Linked DNA regions of Mus musculus: regions 1 and 2 are each linked to region 3. The links are chromatin contacts, called in public HiChIP or PLAC-seq maps. All regions are on one chromosome and are shown on one strand. The core of a region is the stretch at or near the end of the contact, and the rest is flanking DNA. Distances in the headings are between cores, read along the strand shown. Region 1 overlaps 4930402H24Rik (RIKEN cDNA 4930402H24 gene). Region 2 overlaps 4930402H24Rik (RIKEN cDNA 4930402H24 gene). Region 3 holds the start of Fastkd5 (FAST kinase domains 5).

Evidence for each region. HiChIP or PLAC-seq counts read pairs in DNA pulled down with a chosen protein or histone mark.
Region 1: a contact with region 3 is called in an H3K4me3 HiChIP or PLAC-seq map of bone marrow-derived macrophages, with 4 times the contacts expected there. The contact joins the enhancer-like site here to the promoter of Fastkd5 in region 3. A contact is called at or near these places in 1 of 39 promoter capture datasets (macrophages), 1 of 15 datasets of contacts at CTCF or cohesin (large pre-B cells), 2 of 484 Hi-C or Micro-C datasets (differentiating embryonic stem cells and nephron progenitors), 2 of 115 datasets of contacts at active chromatin or transcription factors (bone marrow-derived macrophages and large pre-B cells) and 3 of 9 other capture datasets (adipose tissue, liver and pancreatic islet).
Region 2: a contact with region 3 is called in an H3K27ac HiChIP or PLAC-seq map of T-cell acute lymphoblastic leukemia, with 2.1 times the contacts expected there. The contact joins the enhancer-like site here to the promoter of Fastkd5 in region 3. A contact is called at or near these places in 2 of 39 promoter capture datasets (the C10 cell line and macrophages), 3 of 15 datasets of contacts at CTCF or cohesin (the NIH/3T3 cell line, large pre-B cells and pro-B cells), 26 of 484 Hi-C or Micro-C datasets (B cells, the C10 cell line, the HL-1 cell line and 14 more), 9 of 115 datasets of contacts at active chromatin or transcription factors (T-cell acute lymphoblastic leukemia, bone marrow-derived dendritic cells, bone marrow-derived macrophages and 3 more) and 4 of 9 other capture datasets (adipose tissue, embryonic stem cells, liver and 1 more).

Annotation. Positions count from the first base shown.
Region 1 is chr2:130,784,015-130,787,168 of GRCm38.p6, reverse strand. It overlaps 4930402H24Rik (RIKEN cDNA 4930402H24 gene), which reads left to right. Exons shown (of 37, transcript NM_029432.2): 11 at 1,629-1,710; 12 at 2,709-2,745. Among named protein-coding and RNA genes, the nearest start is that of 4930402H24Rik, 55 kb to the left of the region's middle. Within about 2 kb of position 1,623, at least 12 of the 459 cell types and tissues checked have an H3K27ac peak or open chromatin away from gene starts, as enhancers often do. A contact at or near this core is called in bone marrow-derived macrophages and macrophages, where this site is marked.
Region 2 is chr2:130,757,392-130,760,809 of GRCm38.p6, reverse strand. The region is part of intron 20 of 4930402H24Rik (RIKEN cDNA 4930402H24 gene); the gene reads left to right. Among named protein-coding and RNA genes, the nearest start is that of Slc4a11, 62 kb to the right of the region's middle. Within about 2 kb of position 1,494, at least 11 of the 459 cell types and tissues checked have an H3K27ac peak or open chromatin away from gene starts, as enhancers often do. A contact at or near this core is called in T-cell acute lymphoblastic leukemia, where this site is marked.
Region 3 is chr2:130,628,638-130,631,976 of GRCm38.p6, reverse strand. Fastkd5 (FAST kinase domains 5) reads left to right here and starts at 1,975. Exons shown (of 3, transcript NM_198176.3): 1 at 1,975-2,061. Ubox5 (U box domain containing 5) reads left to right here and starts at 1,939. Exons shown (of 7, transcript NM_001255993.1): 1 at 1,939-2,061.

The DNA of each region.
Region 1 (3,154 bases), core at 374-2,873, 160 kb before region 3:
ACCTAACTTATGGTAGTTTCTCTTCCTCCTTCACCTTCTCTTCTTGGTTCTCCTCTACCTATATCTCTTCTACCTAGTTATTGACTGTTGGCATCTTTATTTACCAATCAGAAATAACTTGGGGACAGGGTCACTTGGATCTGTGTGCAGACTCCGGGTCTTGGGGACCTGCATTTAATTACAATAGACAAGACCAAACCTCAACACAGAGACATATACAAGGCTACAAGAAAAGGAAGCCTATGGTATTTGAAGCTCCAAAAAATACTAAACACAATTTAATACCCAGTCAGATTAACATCAAGTTTTACACTAAAGGCTTGCTTTTTTTCAGGCCTTGTTACTAGAGTTACTGTGTCTAGCTTCGACAGAAAGTTACAAGGCATACCAAAAGTTGAGGGAAAGGTATTGTGTGAAAAGACAAATGTGTTATTTCTAAAACTTTAGGACTATGGCCGATGTCTGTAATCTCACTTGGGAGTTGGGACAAGAAAGTTGCAAGTTCAAGACTAGCTTGAGCAACATAGCAACACTCTTGTCTGACAGGAGTGGAGTGGTGGTGGTAATATAACCTTCAGAATCAGATAAGACTCATATTTTAAACTTCTTAAAATAGAATTTGTTTTGTTATTGTTATTTGCAGGATAAGATGTTGTGATAAAACACTGACCGAAGCAACTTAGTGAGGGAAAGGATTTATTTGGCTTATACTTTGAGATCACAGTCCATCACTCAGGGAAGCTGGGATGGGAACTCAAGCTGGCAATTGAACTGTAGACTGTGGAAGAGCTACTTCCCTTGCCTGCTTAGCTAGCTTCCTTGTACAGCCTAAGGCCACTGCCCACAGTGGGATAGGTCTCTTCCATCTATTCATTAGGACAGTTCCCCTATATATAGACAATGCCCACCAACAGCCTGATCTGGGTAATCCTTCAATTGAGACTCTCTTATCAGGTGTTTTAGACTTTGTCATATTGACAGTTAAAGTTAGCTAGAACCCCTCCCCAAATCATGTAGTAGGAGAGAACCAACTCCCCAAAAGTTGTTTTCTTAGTTCCACATGTACACTATAGTAACCTGTTTGCACCCCTCACACAAATAAAATCAAAATTAAAAACAAATATTTAAATTTAAACAAATAAATACTATTGTTTAAATCAAATTAAGTCATCTTTGTCTATAAAAATAAATTAGACTGGGCAGTGGTGACACACACCTTTAATCCCAGGAGGCAGATTTCTGAGTTCCAGGACAGCCTGGTCTACAGAGTGCGTTCCAGGACAGCCAGGGCTACACAGAGAAACCCTGTCTGGAAGAAAAAAGAAAATAAGTAAATCAGGTTCAGTTAAGTAAACGTCGTTGCATTAACTGTTTGCTTTCATGTCTTCAGCATCACTTGTCTACGTGTGCTCCGTTTTAAGAGTCTGATTATTGTGCAAATGTTCATGAAGCAGGGTGTGTGTGTGCCATGGCAGATGAGTGGAGGTCTGAGGACAATCTGGTGAAGTCTGTTTCCTCCTTGCATCTTTCCATGGTTTCTGGGGACTGAGTTTAGATGGCCAGGCCTGTGAGCCAGCTCACCAGCTCCTAGTGCACTCATCTTTCTTTCTTCTCCCCACAACGTTCAGGTCGCTCAGTGTGTCTCACCAAAGGGACCTCTGGCCTGTTCAAGAACATACTTTTTTGGAGCTACTCATGTTCCTTATTTGGGTAAGTCTCTATGAATAGTTATCTTACCAGCTATTACCTAATGGTTTTTCCTATGAAAGAGACATTATTATACAATTTACTATTTTATGCAAAATTCCATCTTGTAGGCATTTATCTTTCCCTGATTGCAACTATAGAATCAATTTGTTTAACTCATTCCTCACAGAATTCATTTCAATTCAACCTATAGTTTAAAGTTTAGCTGTGTTTATCCCCTGTGCTGTGTCAGAAGAAGGGCCAAGATTAATGAGACAGTTTGGGATAGCCGGGATGTGAGCTCCAGTCGGATCACATGACTGAACTCCTGCCTAGCTGCTCTGTGAAAAGAGGAAGTAGGCTGTGATAGGACACCCAAGGCTGAGGACTTGCAACAGTGAACTTCAGGAAGGCTAGGCCAAGTAGGGGAACACTACTTGCTGGGGTACTCTGAAGCTTCGGGTATCCAAAGAGACATGGGGGAGAAACTTTTAAATTGAGTGTGGCTCTCAGCATTGCTTCCCAGAGGTCAGGATTCAGAGGCCATTCATATAGAAGCCAGGAAGTTCTGGAAAGAAAGATTACTTAGATCAGATAATTAAAAAAATTAAAAATAGCCAGGCAGTGGTGGCACACGCCTTTAATCCCAGCACTCAGGAGGCAGAGGCAGGCAGATTTCTGAGTTCGAGGCCAGCCTGGTCTACAGAGTGAGTTCCAGGACAGCCAGGGCTATACAGAGAAACCCTGTCTCAAAAAACCAAAAAAAAAGAAAAAAGAAAAAAAGAAAATTTAAAAACAACTTAAACAACATTAATTTAAGTGTGTGTGTGTGTGTGTGTGTGTGTGTGTGTGTGTGTGTGTGTGTGTGTAAAAACATTCAAGAGCCTAAGATTCTGTGAAATGAATTGAAAAAGAGTCAGGGGGTAAATGAAAGTCTGAGAAAATTCTGGGAAAAGGCAAGTACCGCTTGCCGTCTGTGCGTGTGTAGTATTTAATTTAACCTGGAACATTTCCCTTTCCAGGTGACAACGAGAAGCTGCCCAGGACCACGGAGCAAATGTAAGTCCTTAAGCCAGATAGGTTTCCTCTTCTCAGAGTTGAGTTTCTCTCTGAGGCCCTCCTGCTTCCCCTTGGGGTCCACACTGCTGGGGACAGACGGACACTGCTGTCTGTCTATGGCTCAGCCAGTCCCAGAACGGCTCAGTCTGGAGCCTTGTCCAGAGGGCTTGGCCGCTTTGCCATCTGCTCCTCCCTCTGGAATGCTTCCTGATCTCCCTGTGTGTATGCTCATACATTTGTATGACATAACTTCCCTTCCTGCATATTATACACAGTAAAAAATACTTAATTGAGGATTTTTCGAAAACCAAAACCTTCTGCGATTCCTTGGGGGAAGTCTGATATCTCATGTGGTCTGCAGAGTTCTTTCTGGACTTGACATTCAGACTTGTGCACAGAGCTGTGCTCA
Region 2 (3,418 bases), core at 245-2,744, 130 kb before region 3:
ATGTAGTAGAACTGTAGTACTGACCTTGAAGCAAGATCACATCCAGGGAGGGGGTATGGTATGGGTTATTTGGGTGCGAGAGGGAGTCTCGTGTTGCCCAGAGTGGCCTCACACTGGAGACCCACCTGCTCTGCCTCCCATGTGTTTGCATCTTCTCAGCAAAGGGCTCATTAGAAAACTGATTTTGCATTATTGTATTATCCAACAAGATTTAATGTATCCAGTCTCTGTGTAATAATGAAGAGTACAACTAGAAATGTTTGTGCCCTTATTAGTCACATCGTTTATGTTTTGCACAACTCCAGTTCTTCTGTATGCTGTGCAAACACTCTACCCCTGAGCCACTCCCCAACCCAGTCACGCCATTTTAAGATCTTAAACTTCATCAGGGTATGGTGGCATATTTTGTAATCCGGCTCTCTTGTGCTCCCAGCACTTGGAAAATTGCGGTAAATGGATCACCATTTCAAGGCCAGGCTGTCCACATACTAAGTTCAAGTCAAGACTGGATAGCAAAACCCTCTTTCAGCCCTCTCTCTAGAAAACTTAGATTTCACATTATCCCAGTGCATATCGTTTGTGCTATAGAACAATTCTATAGAAACAATAACTTTAACAAGAGTTTCCCTACTCTGTGTATTAAACATTTTACTAGTTTAGAGTTTAGAGTTACTGTCACAGGATTACTAGAGCTTAAGTTTAAGTTTAGAGCTTAAGTAAAAGCCTTACACATAGCCTGGTGGTGGTGGCACACGCCTTTAATCCCAGCACTCAGGAGGCAGAGGCAGGCAGATATCTGAGTTCGAGGCCAACCTGGTCTACAAAGTGAGTTCCAGGACAGCCAGGGCTACACAGAGAAACCCTGTCTCGAAAAACCAAAAAAAAAAAAAAAAAAGCCTTACACATACAGGCAGTAAGTGTATGTTCTTCCACTAAGTATATGTTCTGGGTAGTTTTATTATTGCTAATTTTTATTTTAATATGGGGGTCTCTCCAAGTTTCCTGACTGGCCTTGAACATACTTTATAATACAGAGAGGCGTTGAACTTGAGAGGCTCCTGCCTCAGATCTTAGGCATGTACTACCATATCCTGTCTCTTAAAAGAAAACCACACAGAATGCCTAGGGCTTTCTCAGGCTTTGGAAGGGGGATTGCAAAGATAAAAGGCCCTGAAATGCAGATGTTGTTAGTATCTTAAAATCTGCCCGTAATTAGAATATGATGAGTTTCATCCCTCAAACTGTGTGTCTTGAGCTCCTTAGTGTGATTGATCAAAGCTTGATGAAAGCATTGATTGGTCAGATCCTGAGCTCTGTTGAAGGGAAACCCTTGCCTGAGGCTGTAAGGAGTTGGCATCTGTGGTAGTTAGATGCAGACAGAGGTTCTGCCCTTTAGAGTGCTGATGGCTGAGGAGGAAGAGCACTTCTCCTTGAACTGCTTCTGGTCCAGTACTTTTTCCCTTCCATAGCCCAGTGGCTTTTACTGTCATAAGGATTCTTGCTGTTCAGCTTCCCAGTCATTCCTGTCCTTCATGTGTCCTTGGTCAGGCAGGCTGCCCAGGACCTAATCCCTAAAAACTTGCTTTAGCCTCAGACTATTATCCTTAAACATTTTCTGTTTTTAACTTAACCCAGATAAAATCCCAGCATGTGTGTTGTCCTCAGGCTTGCTTTGGGGCTCAGGATTATGCTGCTAGGATTTCTTCAGATTGTGCTGTGTGTGCTGGGGGCCAGCACAGCAGTGCAGTGGGGAGCAGAACTTGCAGAGGGTGTGCCTGGGCAGCAGACTGCTGCTGTGACCAAGGCGGCTGAGACAGGTACCAGGTTTGAATGACAAAAATGAAGAAGACTTCATCAGATATTTCAAAACCAACTGTGACACTGCTGACTAATAACAAAACCAGGTGTCAGTTTAAGGTGAAACAGACATTGCTAGGTAGATGTCCTTGTAGAAGTACTTTTTAATTTAAGGGTGCAGTGGACTCTATACAAGCTATGGCTCTGGCACTCTTCTCTGATATCCACTATCAAGCAATCATGATTTAAAATTATTCATAATTTGACATTACTTCCCTTTTGGAAGGGTTGACATAAAGGGGCTCAATTTAGATTCTTAAAACTTTCACCTGGGCTGGTGAGATGGCTCAGTGGGTAAGAGCACCCGACTGCTCTTCCTAAGGTCCCGAGTTCAAATCCCAGCAACCACATGGTGGCTCACAACCATCTGTAACAAGATCTGACGCCCTCTTCTGGAGTGTCTGAAGACAGCTGCAGTGTACTTACATATAATAAATAAATAAATCTTTAAAAAAAAAAACTTTCACCATTCACAGCTGTACATGTTCATATAGTTCATTGATTTTCATAGCTCCAAAGTATTCCTTTATATGAAAATGAGGGAGCTGGAGAAATGGCTCAGCAGTTAAGAGCACTGATTGTTCTTCCAGAGGTCCTGAGTTCAATTCCCAGCAACCACATGGTGGCTCACAACCATCTGTAATGGGGTCTGATGCCCTCTTCTGGTGAGTCTGAAGACAGCAACAGTGTACTCACATAATAATCTTCAAAAAAAATTTTTTTTACCCATCTATACACATAAAATAAATAAAGTGATAAATGCCTTATTTCCTTCCTTCCTTCCTTTCTTCCTTCTTTTCTTTCTTTCTCTCTCTCCCTCTCTTTCTTTCTTTCTTTCTTTCTTTCTTTCTTTCTTTCTTTCTTTCTTTCTTTCTGTCTCTCTGTCTTTCTTGGTAGAGTGGAAGCACCTTCACAGGTGCCTGAGGAATGCTGCCTCTTGTCTGACTGCCAGAAATCCTTCTGTAGTCCAGGCTGCGCCCATTGCTGGTTATTTGCACTGCCTTTTGAAGTCTGGGGAACTGGAGTTTTCTTTTGCACCCGACACTAAGTCAGAAGTTTTTTCTATTTTGTAGTATGTGATAAGAGGCCAATTTACAATATAGAGGTGTAAGTGCCTGTCCCAGCAACAATCTTTGACTAAAATTCCTTGCCCATTGCTCTGCAAATGCCAGTGGTTCTCATAAGTTCAGTGTAGGCAAACCTTCTACCACTGAGCTAAATCCCCAACCCCTAAATCAAGTCTTGCTCCATGGCACCTCTGTTCTGTTCCATTATTCAATTCTTCCTTGAGAAGATACCATATTGTCTCAAGTTACATTTCTAGTACATTTTAGACTGGGTAACTGTGGTGGTTTGAATATGCTTGGCTCAGGGAGCGGTACTTTTTGGAAGTGTGGCCTTGTTGGAGTAGGTGTGGCCTTTTTGGAGTAGGTGTGGCACTGTGGGTGTGGGCTATAAGACCCTTATCCTAGCTGCCTGGAAGCCAGTAGTCTGCTAGCTACAATATTCAGATGAAGATGTAGAACTCTCAGCTCCTCCAGCTTCATCCCTTCCTTGATGC
Region 3 (3,339 bases), core at 726-3,225:
ATTAGAAAGGCTGAGAACAATTGAGCTAGAGTCTAGATTTTTTCATCCTTATCCACTCAACCTGTCTCCTCTTTGCCACAGAGCATCCCAGCTCTTTGAGAAGATTGATTTGCACCAGTTCATCGTGATATTGGAGGTTTTCCTGAGGCTGGGTGTGGTAGCACACACCTTTAATCCCAGTTCTCAGGAGGCAGAGACAGGCAGATCTTTGAGGCCAACCTGGTCTACAGAGTGAGTTCTAGAACAGCTACTCAGTCAGACACTGTCTCAAACAAACAAACAAACAAACAAACCTATAAAAATTATACAGATACCTTAAAAAGAAAAAAGTTTTCCTGGGTGTTGGGGAAATGGCTCAAACAATAAAGTGCCTGCCATACAGGTATGTAAACCTGAATTTGTATCAGCAACAACAATATAAGAGCAGGCCCTGAAGCCTGTTCTGTCTGTAACCCCAGCACAGGAGCCACTAGGTCTGTTACTAATCATCCAATCAGAATCTGTGAGCTCCAGTTACAGTGATGGACACTGTCTCAAAAAGTAAGGTAGACAGTAATTGAGGAAGTTGCCTGATGGTGACCTCTGGCCTCCATATGCGCAAGCCAAGAAAGTCCTAGAAGCATGCAATAACTCTTCCTTTCCAGTACTGTTGACTAGAGGTGGGCTATAAGCTCCTCCCACTTCATAGGAGACTAGGAAACAGCATTTTGCAAAGAGAAACTAGATTGTCATGGCTGCCCAGGAGCAATCAAAGTTTGTCCCCTGGGGGTGGGATTTTTCACTCTGGGTTCATGAGCAGGTTGTAATCAGGTAAGAAGTCCCCAGTCAGTGAGGGCCATGTTACCAATGGTCTGGAAGGCACAGATGTTCAAATGTTCACAGCCAGGCAGGCTGCCTTACATAGAACCCAGAAGCTGGGATGCTGGTCTCAAATCTCTTTGTCACAACCTCTTATATAGCCTGTTTCCCCACCAGTGCCTTGGAGAAAGTATGGTATCTCTCTCAGTTTTCCTTCACAGCGTCTCAAATAGATGGCACTGACAAGGCTGAAGACTGAATAGACACCGACAGGCCTGGGACAGGCACTTCTGTTACATAGGACTTGGGAGAATCTTTCTTACCTTGATAGCCAAACCAGCCACGTGTGAGGCCCTCCTAAGGGAGGTAGACCATCCTGACCTACCCACCTTCAGTTCCAGCTCCACTTTTCCCTTCCCTTCCCTTCCCTTCCCTTCCCTTCCCTTCCCTTCCCTTCCCTTCCCTTCCCTTCCCTTCCCTTCCCTTCCCTTCCCTTCCCTTCCCTTTTCCCTTTTCCCTTTTTTTCCCTTTTTCCCTTTTTTCCCTTTTTCCCTTTTTTTCCCTTTTTTCCCTTTTTTCCCTTTTTTTCCCTTTTTCCCCCCTTTCCCCCCTTTCCCCCCTTTCCCCCCTTCCCCCCCTTTTCCCCCCTTTTCCCTTTTTTTCCCCTTCCCCCTTCCCCCTTCCCCCTTCCCCCTTCCCCCTTCCCTTCCCTTCCCGGTCTCTTTATATAGCTATGGTTGTCCTGGAACTATTTTGATCAGGCTGGCTTCGAATTCATAAAGATTCACCTGCCTCTGCCTCTTTAGTTCTGGGATTAAAGACGTGCATCCCTATGCCGGGATCCTTGCATACATTTTCATCTATCCATTGCTAGTTCCTCTTCTGAAAGCATTTTCACTATTAGAAATGCATCATGATTCTCTTTGTATAGATGACAAACTAGGCTTGAAAAGTTTGTGTGACTTCTTCAAAGTCATAAAACCCAGAACCTGTGCCAATTACTTCTGCTCAATTACTTTCAAAGCGACCCATCCAGGATAATATTTTTCCCTCTCCATGTTCTAAGGTCAGAAACTAGAAAATGGTCATGGAAAACTTCGACTACGGTTTTTTGAACCTCAGCGGCTCCGGTACCAACGTAAGCGGAAGGTGAGGGCCGCTGGCCGGAAGTGGGTTGTGGAGCGGTTGATGCAGGAGTCTGTGCATTGACTTACCCGGGGCGGCCCGGGACTGGAGTTAGGGAGCTGCCTTCGCGGGCTTCAGGTGAGTGGGCGGCCGGGGAGGACGAGGTGGCTCGACTTGCTGCCTGCACTCTGGCCTCGCCGGGTCCGGGCCGCGCGCTCCGCCATCCCGGTTCTCCCGGGCCTGCTGCGCTTCCCCGCGGGCTGTCCTCGTGCCGCCCCGGAGCACCTCTCAGCATCACCCTCTAGGGTCACCTTATCACGGCGGACTGCTGTGAGAGTGGGTCCGGACGGCGCTTTTAGCCCCCTGCGAGGTGGAGATCGAGTCTGCGTCTCTCACGGGGCTGTTGTGATAGCAGTCTCCCTGGTCTCTCCGTTCCAGTGTGCACGTGAAGCCCTAGCAAAGTGACTTAGCCTAGGGTCTCGGTCGGCGCCTGCGAGTCGGCGTTTCTGATCAGCTTTTCGCCAGCACTTTGAGCAGCGTTTGATGTAGGGCTTAGGACGGGGTGAGGCAATAGGACAAATATCCTTTCTTCATTTTAAGCAGTTTCTGGTTGTACAAACCCAACTCGGGCCAGGAGTGGTTCTCCCTTCTCTTTCTCCCCCCGGGGATAGGAAGTAATTGCTCCTTTTCTGTTAAGATCTTTTTGCTCTAACTCGGGAACTCTGGACAGGAGCCTTTATAGTCGATAGATTCACGCCTCTTCTCAGAGGCTACATTGCTCACTTGGTGTAGGCATCTGGGCATTGCTTCATCCTGTGACGCTCATATATAGATACTCCAACGTCAGAGGGAACTGGTATTTTGTGCTCATGTTTTCTGCACTTTGCCCACACTGAGGACCCAGAACAGTGCCTTTGTTTTTTGTTTGTTTGTTTGTTTTTTGTTTTTTCGAAACAGGGCTTCTCTGTATATCCCTGGCTGTCCTGGAACTCACTTTGTAGACCAGGCTGGCCTCGAACTCAGAAAATCCGCCTGCCTCTGCCTCCCGAGTGCTGGGATTAAAGGCGTAGAACAGTGCCCGGCTTAGAACATTGCCTTTCTAGAACTAGGTTCTAAGGCTTACTGTCCTCAGTTGCCGAAGGCTAGCCCTAGGGAATTTAGTCCTGCTTGGTAGACCAAAATAAAATCTGAAGACTACTATTTCATACAGCTGAGAGTTGTGCCGGACTGATGTGCCTGTGTGTCTTTCTCATTTATCTATCTATCTATCTATCTATTTATTTATTTATTTATTTATTTATCTATTTGGTCCCCAACGGAGTCTTGGCATTTATCATGTAAATAGGTCAATTTATATTTTTTTATTATATGTGTATGGGTGACTTCCATTTATGCATGTCTGCACCATTTGTATGC